2 separate regions of the Gossypium hirsutum genome follow, and region 1 is linked to region 2. Evidence: chromatin contacts called from public Hi-C data. All regions are on one chromosome and are shown on one strand. The core of a region is the stretch at or near the end of the contact, and the rest is flanking DNA. Distances in the headings are between cores, read along the strand shown.

The links. Hi-C and Micro-C count contacts between places; a contact is called where the count stands out from the background.
Region 1: a contact with region 2 is called in a Hi-C map of leaf, with 1.9 times the contacts expected there. The contact joins the enhancer-like site here to the promoter of LOC107897705 in region 2. A contact is called at or near these places in 5 of 34 Hi-C or Micro-C datasets (callus and leaf).

The regions. Positions count from the first base shown.
Region 1 is chrA06:20,169,911-20,172,686 of Gossypium_hirsutum_v2.1, forward strand. No RefSeq gene overlaps it. Among protein-coding and RNA genes, the nearest start is that of LOC107951063, 19 kb to the right of the region's middle. Within about 2 kb of position 1,306, at least 3 of the 9 cell types and tissues checked have an H3K27ac peak or open chromatin away from gene starts, as enhancers often do. A contact at or near this core is called in leaf, where this site is marked.
Region 2 is chrA06:19,527,447-19,530,202 of Gossypium_hirsutum_v2.1, forward strand. LOC107897705 (protein Brevis radix-like 4) reads left to right here and starts at 1,391. Exons shown (of 6, transcript XM_041115295.1): 1 at 1,391-1,843; 2 at 1,941-2,099; 3 at 2,180-2,553. The coding sequence starts at 1,974. It overlaps LOC107897707 (phospholipid:diacylglycerol acyltransferase 1), which reads right to left and starts at 1,146. Exons shown (of 7, transcript XM_041115292.1): 1 at 1-1,146. The coding sequence starts at 368.

The sequences.
Region 1 (2,776 bases), core at 56-2,555, 640 kb after region 2:
CATTCGCGAGTGTTAACATGCTAACAATGGTTGCAAGTGGAAGGTGTGAGTTGTGTTTATAATGAGATCACATCTTTTGGAGATTAAAAAATATGAAGGGCCCCACACTTGTACTAATACGCTGATGTATCAGGAATATTGAAAGCTTGATGCAAAATTAATATGTAGATGTATCAAACCATTGGTTGAAGCAAAGGCAACCATCTCTGTCGTTACCTTGGTTGTTGAGTTGCAAACAAGATATAGCTACAATGTTTTATACAGTAAAGCATGGGATGGTAATTAACTAGCCATGAGAGAGTTATACAGTGACTATGACAATTCATACAATGAGATACAATTGTGGCAGCCAGAGCCTCCTCATTGCGGTTGCATAAGAAAATAATAGAAATATTTTGCCTATCACTTTCACCACCGTGGAAAAGGAAAATGTCGAATCTTGGACATTCTTCTTTAGGAACTTGTACAGGCATGCTATTCCTAAGGCAATAAATATTTAATTTTTTTTATAGATCCAAGGGAATCCGTGCTAACAATACACACAATCATAGTGTATGTATACATAGTTTTTTTTTAGGGTTAGTTTATAAGAAGTTTTTATAAAGGTCTAGGGTTTAATAAATTTATTAGGGTTAGTTTGGGTTTTTAAATAGTTGGATTTAAAATTAAAATTGTTTAAAATTTTTTGAGTTTGGTCAATCAGAACAACATGATTTTCAAAGAAAGATCCAATTCAATGAGTAGTCTAATCTATGTCAGTATGCCAGGCTGAGGGGAGGCCCAATTCAAAACTATTGAATCAGATATTCCCCCGAAATTAAGGCCCAAATCAATACCACTAATATCGATTTGGGCATTCATCAAATCCCTTTTTTTACTATAAAAAATATATCATTTCAGTAATTAATTTTTTTATCCATATTATTTCAATAAATAATAATTTTATTTATATTATTTGAGTAATTTTCCTATTATATAAAATTTTCATCTAATTCAATTTCAAATGTAACCCAACCTAATTTGAGTGTTATGTAGCGGGAAGTCTATAAAAAAAAGCTATTTTTAACAGCGTGTTTTTTGTTATAATTAGGGTAAAAACATTGATAATAGAGAGGAGAGATAGGAAGTAGTAGTAATAGGAAAGGAGTCGGAAGTAATAGAGTGGAAGTCGGATCCCATCCCACGTGGGGGATTGTATGAAATAAATAATAATAATAAAGATTGAAGGTGACGAAAGAGGGCAAGTGGGTGAGGCTGAGCCCCAGATGTGCGCTACTTCATCTTCTCTTCAAGATGTGACGCCACTTAGTTTGCACTTATGGTCCCTTCCCCGTCAATTTTCAGACAGTATTTAGGATTGGATTTTGTCAACTCTGCCTTTCTTTTTCCTTTTTTTTCCTTTTTCTTTTGTTTTTTTTTTCTAATATAAGTACTAAGACAATATTTCATTGCAAAGCCTCGTGCCGGAAGATAGCGCAGTTTACAATATGCATAGATAAAGACAACAAAAAAAGGACTGTATAAATTGGAAGATTTATGGCCAGACACTAGATAAATATCCAACCTTAACATCTTCTACTTGTAACATCCAAGTATTTATGGATCCAGAAAACAACATAAATATATTAAAATTTAAAATCAAACACTAATATTTTTTTTAAATTTACTTTTAACATCGTAATCATATGCAGAAGTGATAAAATAATATTAAGATGCAGTAATGTCTACTGAAAGTGGCACTGCAACAAAAACAACAAAAATAAAAACACACAAAATTATTTATGTAGTTCAATTTTTTTACGTCTACAAAATTTAACTATATGAGTAAATTCATTATTTTTTAATTCAATACAAGTAATTCAAGTTCCATTGTATCTCTGTATACCAACTTTACTTTTATACTTAAAAATCTAAATCATTTGCTTCTACCTTCTTCTACTGATTAGTAGTAAGCGAAGCAATAAATTTTTTTTTTACTCTCTTAAATGCACTCATAAAATATGTTTCTCAAAGAACAAATAAATATTTTTAATACTTGATACAAAACTTATACTAATCTCTTAAATATATAAATATTTCAAAATTTATTAACATTTGAAATCAATAACAAATTAATCTCTTTTAACTTTATAAACTAAAATAACAAAATACAATATAATAATAAAATCTTCCATCTAATTTAATCTCACACCAAATGTATCATAACTTCCCAAGTTAAAATTTTTATTAAGTAAAATATTTAAATAGTAAATAAATATTCTAATTATGTTCAACCGCTGATATTTTGCGTGTGTGTGTCCACAATGCTTGGTTTATATTGAAAAATAAGTAAAAAAAATAATTGTAGGAATCTTAACTTTCTCAAAATCTCTTGTGTTCTGTTTTTTTTCTGGTAAAAATTTAATAATGTATTTAAAAAAAAAGTTATACGTATGACAAATAGAAACTTTTTTAAAACCTAAAATACGAAGAAGAAATATTATTGAATGGAGCAGGATAAGGTTAGGTCAGGACCACGACCACATTTATTCTTGACGAACTCTTACTATTAATAAAGAGGTGGCAGCCGACATGGATGTAAAACCAGTCAAATCCAAATTGTGGTCCACAAATTCCCTTCACGTGGAAATTCTTTTTTTTTTTAAAGTTAAATTTCACAATTATTTTCGTATTAGTGTTTCAAATTAGTTTTTAAACTTAGTGTTTGAATTTTTCCTGCTTGAAGTTAGTCTGACTTTTTTAAAAAAAAAAAAATTAAAATTTTAATGTAAAAATA
Region 2 (2,756 bases), core at 141-2,640:
CCTTCCCAAAGCTCGAGCCCACCGGTGACGATCCCAGGGACGAACACAACTGGGTGATTCACCGTCAAGCCCTCTTTCCGCAACTTGACCCCGGGTGGGTCCGTCAACGGCCCTGTTATCGCCTCCGTTACATATTGCGGAATCGAAGCAGGCATTGTATTGTAAAGTAATAACAAGAACCACCACACCGAACATACAAAACCAATGAACCAACAACAACTGTCCCAACATGACCATTTCTTGGAATTATAGCTTTCTTTCCTGGGGCTCTCGTATAGGTTATTCTTCTCATCTTCCTTTACGATGTTGCACCGTAAGTTCTGGGACTTCGAGGAATCCGTCCCCTTCCTCCGCCGCAAAAACGACATCGTTATTTAATGCCAAAATATAATACAGGTTTGTTTCATTAACGGAGACTAATGAGAATCTGATACTAAGACTCTCATTAATTGTGAAAGAAAAAAAGGGGCGGGGGGCTTTTTTCTTCTCACTTGAGCCGGTGACAATAAAAGATAATGACAGCCACCACCGGAGTTAGAGGTGGAAGTATGAGATTGGGTCTTATTTAAGCTTCAAACAGACTCCTTTATTTTGATATTCCAGATTCCTCTGGCGAGGGTCCCACTGTGGGTCGGGGATGGCTAAGGAGGCTAGCGTCTCCTTTTTGGACTTTTTTTAAAGCCTGAGCCTGCGGTATAATCTGTTGGGAGCCGCCGGATTGACGATAGAAACTACGGTGGTCAAAGCATCAGACGGCGGTGGTGATGGAAATTAGAAATGGGTGGATTTCAACGGTGATTGGAGGTTGGAGAGGTGTTTTGAGTCTAATATTTCGGAGTAATTAATAATGTTTGTTATGTGCCAAAAACTAAAGATGCTTTCTGACATATACGCTTGGGAATGGAAGCCACGTGAGTGGGAGCGGATATGTGTAGATAGACCCGAATCGCTCAACGATGTACACGTTCCTGCAATTAAATCAATGATTTTTCAGCTCCAATTTGCCTCAATTTATATTGACCAATTGCCCTAAAAACACAAACCCGCAACACTAGGTTGTTGAGAATGATTAAACTAGTTCTAAAACAGACAACCCTCTGTCAAAAGTTTTACATCAATATTAGTAATAAAAGGAAATTTGTTTTGGAAATGGGTTGGAAGATCTGATACACCACACCACTTCAGGTAGATGGTAAATGATCAACATGCACAAATGCCAAATCTCTCACTATCATTATTAATGGCACTCACGAGTTGATAACATAGCCCAAGTTAAACGAGTTCTTCGGCCTTCCAATGATGAAACTAAGCCCATCGAGTCTCTCCAGTGGGCTTTTTGAAAACTGAGAAAAAAACAAAAGCAGAAGCTCAGCAATCAGCATCACGCACCAATCATTTCATCATCGGATCACACAGTGTATTAAAAAGGTAAAGGAAACATCATCTGAGCCCAGCAACGGCCTACACCAACCACACTCTTCTACTACCAATATACAGCAACAACTGCAGTGCAATGAGTGCATTTATCCCATTAGACCCATAGCTCCTTCGATGAGATTGAGGAGATTATAATTTGGTTTTATCTCTTCCATCTTTTTTCTTTTCTTTTATTAAAACCCTTTTTGTTGTTTAATTTTGTTTTTATTTTGGGTTGGCGCAGAGAATCTTTGATCCTTTTTAATTAAACGTGGCATCATTAAAGAGCTACCTGAGTCTCGAATATCGGGCTCCAGGTCCCTGAAACTTCAGAGGAAAAAAGAAAGAAAAAAAACCCTTAGTTCTCTCTTACCCACCACTGATCCTCAGATTTCTGGGTTTGCATTAAATTTTGCTTCTCTGTACGGTAAACTCGAAAACTTGTTTATTGTATAATCTAGTTCTCAAATTCTGACAAATCATAAATGTAGTTTTCAATGTATTGCTTTTTATTTAAACAGAAGATTTCTCAGCTTTCAGAGAATTTCGAAACAACAATGCTGACGTGCATAGCTCGTTCCAAGCAACCTGGTGATGACTCGGTGAGTCAACAAGAGGAAATGGACTCTTCCACTACTCCTAACACTAAGCACAACCAAGCCATCAAATCCCTCACTTCGCAGGTAATTAGCTTTCAGATTTACGACGTCAAGGTTTTCCGGTTCTTCGTTCTTTGTTTGGCTTTAATGACTGTGTGGTTTAGTTGAAGGACATGGCGCTAAAGGCGTCGGGGGCGTACAGGCACTGTAACCCCTGCACGGCGCAGAGTCGGTTGAGGAACATGGGCGAGTCTGACGCGGACTCGGACAGGTTCAGATGGTCTTATCGTCGGACGGGGAGTTCGAGCTCAGCGACGCCGAGGACGTGGGGGAAGGAGATGGAAGCAAGGTTGAAAGGGATGTCGAGTTCGAGCGGAGAAGGGACGCCGAAATCGTTGAGCGGACGCCGAGTGGACACGGTCGTGTTCGTCGAAGAAAGTGAGCCTAAAGAGTGGGTGGCTCAGGTGGAGCCTGGCGTGCTTATTACCTTTGTTTCACTTCCTCGCGGCGGCAACGATCTCAAGAGGATACGATTCAGGTGCGCCGCGCACTTATTTTTTCTGGATTTTCGCTTTCCATCATATTAAGAAATTTTTATTCCACTTTCGAAATTCGCTGGGAAATGGACTAGTCACGTCACTGCTCCAATGCCTGCCTAGTTTATTGTTAACATCAATAAACGAACAAAATGTTAAATAATACAAAGTTATAATGGTTTTGGTTTAAATTCCTATCTATTAT